Linked DNA regions of Sus scrofa: region 1 is linked to region 2. Evidence: chromatin contacts called from public Hi-C data. All regions are on one chromosome and are shown on one strand. The core of a region is the stretch at or near the end of the contact, and the rest is flanking DNA. Distances in the headings are between cores, read along the strand shown.

What was found. A called contact is a pair of places that touch in the nucleus more often than the background predicts.
Region 1: a Hi-C map of retroperitoneal adipose tissue shows a contact between it and region 2, with 1.5 times the contacts expected there. The contact joins two enhancer-like sites. A contact is called at or near these places in 5 of 47 Hi-C or Micro-C datasets (fetal skeletal muscle, mesenteric adipose tissue, omental adipose tissue and 2 more) and 1 of 2 datasets of contacts at active chromatin or transcription factors (skeletal muscle).

What each region holds. Positions count from the first base shown.
Region 1 is chr1:105,721,216-105,725,570 of Sscrofa11.1, reverse strand. No RefSeq gene overlaps it. Among named protein-coding and RNA genes, the nearest start is that of TXNL1, 290 kb to the left of the region's middle. Within about 2 kb of position 2,185, at least 18 of the 83 cell types and tissues checked have an H3K27ac peak or open chromatin away from gene starts, as enhancers often do. A contact at or near this core is called in retroperitoneal adipose tissue, where this site is marked.
Region 2 is chr1:104,903,873-104,908,275 of Sscrofa11.1, reverse strand. The region is part of intron 5 of TCF4 (transcription factor 4); the gene reads left to right. Among named protein-coding and RNA genes, the nearest start is that of TCF4, 170 kb to the left of the region's middle. Within about 2 kb of position 2,620, at least 3 of the 83 cell types and tissues checked have an H3K27ac peak or open chromatin away from gene starts, as enhancers often do. A contact at or near this core is called in retroperitoneal adipose tissue, where this site is marked.

The sequences.
Region 1 (4,355 bases), core at 936-3,435, 820 kb before region 2:
TCCTGTCAAAATGGAGATTCTGATTCCGAGGGTCTGGAGTAGAAACCAAGGTGCTACTTTTCTTTTATCTTTTTGTCTTTTTGCCTTTTCTTGAGCCGCTCTCGCGGCATATGGAGGTTCCCAGGATAGGGGTCGAATCAGACCTGTAGCCACCGGCCTACACCACAGCCACAGCAACACAGGATCCGAGCCGTGTCTGCAACCCACACCACAGCTCACGGCAACGCTGGATCCTTAACCCACTGAGCAAGGCCAGGGATCAAACCCACAATCTCATGCTTCTTAGTCGGATTCGTTAACCACCGTGCACGATGGGAACTCCAAGGTGCTGCTTTTCTAACCAGCTCTCAGACAGTGATGCTGCTCTGAAGACCATACTTGGACCAGACCTTAAATCACTGACAACAGCCAGGCAAAGTTCTTTCTCTGGACCCATGATATCTTCTCATGAGCCAGGCAAGGTAATTCCCACCCCTAATGGTGAATGAGCTTCTTAGCTTGGCTTTTTAGAAAAAAAGGAAGGGAAGTTTCTTATAATTGAAAAGGAAATTATTTCAAACTGGAATTCAGTTACCTAAACAAAGTTTTGTGAATGATGCTCTTGTTTTCCTACAACTGTTATTCATACTGTTTCAAAAATGCTGCAAAGATGGTACAGGACACACCTATGTGTGTGGGGGGGGGAGGTGGTGGTTGATATCATTAAGACTAACCATCTGTGGTGCAGAAATCCTGTCTTTAATTAGAAAAGCTTAAAAAACAGGCCAGGTCTCCAAAGTGGAGTGGGGTTATGAGTATTGACAAAATGTTAGAAAAAACATTATTTGCAGAATCAAAGTAGGGATCACTGCTCTCTCATCTCCCCTTCCATTTTTCTGTCCAGCTTAGTGGTCACAGTGGTATTAACTGTCCAGCCAGCTGTCCAACCTCCATCTGATGGTGCCACCGAGCTCTCTTTTGAGGGTGGCTTTGGGACGGGGGTGGAGGGAGTTTGGGTTTTTTCCCTTCACATTTGTTGCCCAGGACGTTCTCGGGGTGATGCTAAAAAATTAAGTTCCTGTCCTTACCGGAGCACTGCAAGTGTCCCCTGCTGTCCCCAGCACAGGAACACAGCCATGGGCCTGGGGCACTGAGCTAGGCCCAATGGGGAAGGCAAAAGGTGAAAAGAGCTGGGTCTCACCACTGTGGGTCTTATAAGGTAGCTTTGAGATCACTAACCACATCAGCAGGAAACCATAAGTTCTAAATGAATGATACACAGGATCAGGATGTGGGCTAACGAGCGCGTGGGGAAACTAAATGAGGTCATCAGAAAGGCTTCATCAAGGAGGTAGCAATTGATTTAGTCCTGGAAGGGAAGGGAGAATTAAATAGCGCCTGAGAGATCTAAGGTAGTACAGCCTCGAAGAACATCCTCTTCCCAAATCTCTTTCTGGGAATGGCGTGGGGAGAAGAGGAAAGCGGCACATTGATTAATTTTGATGATAGGAATTGCCAATGGCCCTCCTTGTGGCCCATCTGAATACCGTTAGCCAAGGGCAAGCACCACTTGCCAGAAGGGTTCTGTTTCTTGCTAAACACCACTCAGAATCAGGTATAGACAGGGATACAGTTAAATTCTACCTTCCTTATTAAATGCTTGCTTTCCAGGGAGATGCTGTAATCAGGCAGCCCAAATTTCTCCCTCAACGCCAGGAAACCCTTTAGCACCTGATTTCCAGCTTTCAAAACTGTCACTTACATTTTAAACCCAAAATATTCAATTTTTTACTCATTGGTAGATTCAGAATCATAATGGCCAGGCCAGAACAACTTCATAATGATCTAAAAACAAACAAACAAAAACCCACTAGAGCTTTATTTTTTTTTTTTTAATTTTAAACTTTAGGCTTCACGTTTCAAAGTTTTATCAGACTGCTGTCCCCCCCCAACCCCCCATAATTTAAACCATTGTTTTCCAAGGGAAATTTAATAATAAGAGCCCGCCATGTGTTTCTGCTTAATTTTGGAAGCCTGTGTTATGCAGTCAAAGATTCTCATTTGAAAATAATTCCTGTCCTTATTCTAGAACTGCCAGGGGAATAAAATTTGAAAAACATGTTGCAGCTCTCAAGTTTATGTTTTGCCTAAAGCCAAGCAGTGCTGGAAGATCAAAGTTTGGAGTGGAGATCTAAAGTTAGAACCACTGCCTTGCAAAGCGCTCACAAACCCAGAGTTGGGCCCAGCAGCTGCCTGTCCAGGTCCTCCGGTAATTAGCTCTGGTGCAGACGGAGGCCCCTGCCCCTCCTCCGGCTAGGGCCTGGGCCTCTGGGGCCCCTGTTGCCTGGGAAGCAGAGCCCCACAGAGATGGAGCAGGCAGGTATTTTTAGTCCACTGGTACACCCGGTATAGGCCCCTTGCATTCCACAATTTGCATATGGGAGGAGCAGGAGGGAACCCTGCCTCGCTTGTTGTTTGCTGGGTCTGCCCTTAGTGGGGGCTATTGTCAACATGATAGATTCAACTAATACTGTTTAAGGATGGGCAAACTGGGGCATGTTTGCTATTCTCAAGCTGCCTCTTGTTCTCTCTTAAAAAATGAGTATATGTATTGTGTGTATATGTAATATGAGTGAGTATGTATGTGTGGTGCATGTTTGTTTACATACAGAATGTATATTCTTAATATACATAGTTTATTAATAACATATTTAGTTTATTATGTAGTTTATATTTAAACTATAAAATAGTTTATACATGGAACTTTAAGTATATATTCTATATAGTTTATATAAAATATATATTTTAATATATATTCTACATAGTTTATATATATTTAAATATATATTCTATATAGCTTATATAAAATATATTTTATATATTGATACACACACACACACATATATATTTCGTAAGCCCTAAAGCCCAACTTCCCCCTCCCTTGTCAAATCTCTAACTTGACCCTTTTAGGCTTTTGTAGAATTGAGTGTAGACTGTGATTTCTTAAAGTACCAGAATGGCCTTCAGGGGTAGCAACAGAACTTTCAAAGGCTATCTACATTTCTCCCTTCACCTCCTCTGGCAAGTTCTATTTGCAGGTGGTGAGCCAGGCTAAAGGATCCAATAGCACATTCAAAATGTTACGAATCAGAAATTGTAGGCGTCCAAGTAGGTGGACATGAATAAATGCGGCTCTTTACTGCAAAGGTTCCCAGCCTTGCACCATTGAAAATGAACTTGACCTGCAAATGCCTCTTGGGCTAGCCAGAAAGGAAAACTGAACTTCGGGAGGCTGGCAAATGACGATGGGAAGCCCAAGTCATTCCCCTGCAGATGTGATCTGCTGGAATCCCACTGATGGCAAATGTTCCAAGGTACATTCCCCGACGTGGTACTAGTACTGTCAAGGCTTCCTGTTGACTGCCGTTCCCTTGGCAGCTGTTCATGGGGAAGCATGCAAAGCAGCTGCCTGTTTTCAATCCGAGCGAGCTCCCCAGCACTTCTCAATTTAAGATAGGCCATTTTTCCACAGAGCCTCGGTTTTCCAACGGCTTCTAACTTTGCAATCTTTGATACACTTTCTTGATGCAGTTGATAATAGGAAAAACAGGTGAACTGCTAAGTTTCACTCAAGCTGTCCACCTAGCTATTTTTACACTGTGTAAGCTGAATCAGCTCCTTGTATTCCTTTCCTAAAACAGAGGAGATCAGCTCCTTTTGAGCAAGAGGCAATAGGAAATGCATTCTCCTTTGCCATAGATGCTTACCCAATTCACCCGGAAAGTTTAGTGCAGGGGTCTCAGGAGAAACAGGTCTCTTTCTCCCAACCAAGTTCTGAACTTCACAACTCTCCCCATGGAAGTGGCCCAGTCAGTCAAAGCCTCTCTCTGTGGTGCTAGAAACCAGGACTAGACTCAAGTTTCTGGTAAAAATGAGACATTATTTTAATCCCTCTCTGCTTCTTCAAATGCCAGCACCTTGAGCTGTTTGAGGCAACCTCTTACAGTTGACAGTGGAAGGGTTAAGAATTTGGGGGCTGTAGGGATGAAACGATTGTATTTTGCATGTAAGAAGACATAAAATTGGAGGTGGCAGGGGAAAAACAGAGTGTTATGAACTGAATTGTGACTCCCAAAATTCTTAAGTCCCAAACTTCAGAATGTGACCACATTTGGGTCTTTGAAGAGGTAATTAGGTTAAAATGAGATCAAATGGGTCCTAATCCAATATGACTGATGTTCTTACAAGAAGGGGAAATTTGGACACAAAGTTACACGGAGATGGAAGACAATGTGTGAAGACACAGGAAGAAGACGGTTGTCTACATGCCAAGAGAGAAGCCATAGAAGAAATCAACCCTGCCAACACCTTACCCT
Region 2 (4,403 bases), core at 1,371-3,870:
ACAAATAACATGTAAAGTATATGCCACTCTTGAGTTAGTAAGTGGTTGTTTTCATATGACTATTAATCATTATTTCCGTTGCTTTCATAGTTTCTCCTGGCCTGATTACATTCTTGTTTGACTAAGTTGGAATGGCCTTAAAAAAGAATCCATCATTGAAATTTTGAAACATGGCTCCTTATATGTAGGTCATGCCTCAAAGAGAGCTCCCTGATAGCCTTGACTGTTTTCACTTTCTTTGTGAAGGAAAATGAGCATGCATTTACATCATAGTGGTTTATAAAGATTTTTGAGTTCCTTGCAGACCAGATTAAGCTCTCCTCCCTGAGAATCAGAGTTGGAGGGGAACCTTTTGTGTTTCATTTTGCTTCTTTAGGTTGTTGTTTCTAGAGTGTCAGATGTTAAAGAAGCAAATCATTGATGGTCTCTTTCTTCCTAGGTTGTAGGATGAAATTATAGAAAGGCAGTTACAGAGGGAACATCTTGCCTGCTCACCATTGCTCAGATGGAGGGTATCCTTGGGTCTTAGTACTGAAGACCAGGGCACTGTGTAATGAATATGTGTTTAACATAGCAATTTTTGTTGACAAGTTTCCATCAAGTTCTTTATAAAAATTAATTATGTATAAGAGAGTTCTACATATCTCTGAAATGATTGAATCAGTTCACTGAGTGCTCTGTGGTGATCCTTATAGTTCTCTTATCTTTGCAAATTTCTCTAAGTTGTAAACAGATTCCATCAAAACACCCAAATCAGCTTCCCGATGTATGAAATGATCAAAGACCTTAGAGCTAGAGAAGCAGGGAAATGTCATCTAAGTTTTTCAATACCAGTTACCTTCAGATGTTTTGGATAAATCATCTGAACTTTTATTTACTTTGATTTATTTAACATTGTCAAATAGTCATGAACTACATTCTAGTGGCTATCCAGTTCCTACTAAATCTGTTATAATGGCATCTTGTGTAGAATCTCAAATGTACATCTTTCCTGTGGTCGCCTGTTGCCATGCGGGAGTTGTTTTAGGTGTTCTCTGTGCTTCTCATTATTCTCATGATTCCTCTTACAGTGTACATTATTGGGTTTGCTCCCCAGCAATTCACCCATCTAAACTCCTAATTTCTAAGAGTAATGTCCCTTATTGAAGTATAGTTAGCCAATGGTAGGTACACATAGGCACCCAACAACTATTTCCTTATCTCATGTTGTTTGGACATCTTTCACAACTCTTCAGAGGATCATTTTTGCAAGCTTCAGGACTGAAAATTGCTGTCTGTAAGCATCTGCTCCACGTGATGTATTTTATTTTCTTGCATATTTTTGATAGGATGCGGTCACTGTTGTGACTACGCCCCTTCTCTCTCCTTCCTCCATTCTTCCTCCTCCCTCATCATCATTTCCTCTGCCTCTCCCCTTCCTTCCTGTGTCCCCCTCCTTCCTCTCTTGATTTAGTCATGATCATACATTCAGCAATCCGGAGGTTTTTCTCAAACATCCTAGTGTGGGACTCAGTGGTTTGTGTAATTTTATCCGTGAACCATCACCTTCCTTGAAGAGCAGGTTCAATGGTTAGCAGTCCTCCTACTCTGCTCTCTGAATGCCCTGAATTGTATTTTGAATTATGGGCTCTTCCACCCGAACTTCTCAGTAGTGTATGTTTAGTAATATAGACCCTATATAATCTAAGACTATAGAAATGGTCATCGAATATATTACAAATGATAATATATGTTTCCCTAAGTTGTAAACACATTTCATCAAAACCCCAAACCAATCTCCCAATATATGAAATGATCAAAGACCTTAGAGCTAGAGAAGCAGGGAAATGTCATCTAAGTTTTTTGATAGCAGTTACCTTCAGATGTTTTGGATAAATCATCTGAATTTTTATTTACTTTGATTTATTTAATATTGTCCAATAATCATGAACTGCATTCTAGTGGCTATCCAGTATATATACTTAGATTATCTTCTGCCTGTGGCTTAAAATGTTACTTATATACATTTGTGTATATGTGTAAGTATAGTACATTTGTATAAGCTGCATTAAAAATTTTTTTGAAACCCCCACCTCCCTTATTTTTGTGCATTCTTGATTATCATATCAGTGCTTGTGGTTCCTTCAAGAGATGATAATGGTTATATTCTAATTGTTAGTTGTGAGCTCAGCTTGGAAACTGAGGCCATCCCCTCAATGTCATGGCTCTAAAATATGTAATTTTCTCATATAGACTCTTTGTAACAAACGTAATATTCAGCCTTTGCCTCTGTGTTCTGTTCTGCTGTACCTAATCTGGAATTTGGTCATTATTATTTTTTACAACTAATGTTAGTAAGGCTCAGAACATCAGTTTAATGGGCAGCACATAATTTATTGCTAAAGGCGATTTGCGTGGTGAGACTTAGCTGCTTATTTTCTTAAAATTTGCTGATAAATTCTAAAGAGTTGAGCAAGCAAGTCTTCCTCCTATGATACTGTCTCTGCTGCATCTGGCTGGGAATGTCATAGAGCTCTTCCAGAGGAATCAAAGAACCAGACTTCTTCCGCTTACATGGAGTTTAATGTCCTTAGTAGAGCATGGGCATGGGGAATAGACAGGGAAAGAGCCCTTTTAGGTTAGCAAACCAAGGCAGGTTCGCTGGAAGTTAAGCCTAGAGTCTAAAGGTGACTCTGTCTTGGGGAAGGAAGCAGGAGGGGACCAGTGGATCTGATAGAAGAGGGTTTTCCTCTCACATCCAGGACACTTATGTCTTGGAATTCTGTTGTTTGTTAGGGCCCTCTACTTGGTAATGTGAGATGAATTTCTTTAAAACCATCAGTCTTCATGAGTGGAGATGAACACATGTAAAGAGTTAGTGCACTTCCAGAAAAAGGCTTCTCTAACCCATGGAAAGGACCTGTCTGAAAGGATCTTGGAGATCAACACATGTTTGCTTTTGAAAAATCCAGCTAAATAGGTTGGATTGAGTAGTCATGGATTTTTTTTGCTGTTGTTTTTGTTGTTGTTATCTACCAGGTTACCAAGTGTATTGGAATTTCCTCTGATGTAACCTGAAAGACTAAATCAGTCCACATAAATCGATTGTTCTTATCCCTGACTTGGTAGACAAATCAGTGGACTTTTATTTAAAAAATAGAGATTCCTAGTCACTTACGATGGAGCATGATAATGTGAGAAAAAAGAATGTATACATGTATGTGTAACTGGGTCACCTTTCTATACAGTAGAAAATTGACAGAACACTGTAAACCAGCTATAATGGAAAAAATAAAAATCATTATAAATGAAAAAAAGGAAAACAAACAAAAATAAAAATATAATATAGAGATTCCAAACCCCATTCCACTGAATGTAAGTACCCCGAGGTACAAAACCCAGGTATCTATTTTCAGAAAAGTTTTACTAATGATTCTCATGATCAGCAGGGGTTCTGAGCCATAGAATTGCATTGCAGGGGCTAGGGGGTATGCTTTTCTGTACACCCATCCTATGTCTTCCTTTCCTCCTAAGACTATAGCAAAAATCTTTAATTTCTACTTGCGTTTGATACCTTTGGTGTGGATGCAAGATTGACCATTTTTCATTTTTATTTGAAAAAGTATTCCATTTCTTCAAATTAAAAAAAAAAATAAGATTTCAAGTACATATGTTGTTTCTTCAGAGGCTCCCCACAGTCCTTCATTGCCTTGGTTCTACCCAACCACCATAGACACAAACCACAATAAAAATAGACAGCAAGGCAGGCAGAACTGTTAAGACCTTATTCACATAAAGCCGGTAGTAAGTTACTCATTAGAAGTAAGTTGAGTGATTTCAGGGTTAGGCTTAGTCCTTCAGGTCTCTAGGGAACCCTTGTACAAATTGCTGATTCAGAAAATCATTACTCCGGTGGCTCAAGTGGCACTTTAGTGGCCTTAAAGAGTTATTTGACACACCTCCCCAAACAACTAAGTTATCCCCATGATTATGTTGATTAATTGCACACTCTGTGGAATTAGTGTTATTTTCAATGAAAGATTTTCCTGCATTGGGAAAAGAAAGCATAAACCTCACATGCTTTAATTTGATAATGTGTGTGCTTTTCCGCTTCTCCTAGGCATGACACCGAGCGAGGGGATGGTTTGGCTGTTGTGTCTAGGGTGGGATAAGTAATCCAAGGCAAAACTTTAGTGTTGCATCAGGATGGTGACTTTTGGTGTACCAGAGGAATGGTTGCTCAAAATGTTGACCAGTTCTAACATTTTCATCCATCAAAGGACTGGATGGATGAAAGGACTGACTTCGAATTGAGTTGATATTATTTGAGGAGAGAGCTGTGTTCCACAGGGAGAAAAAGATGAGTGGAATAATCTTTGTTACCATGATAGATACTGGTCAGACATCTGGAATACTCCAAGAAG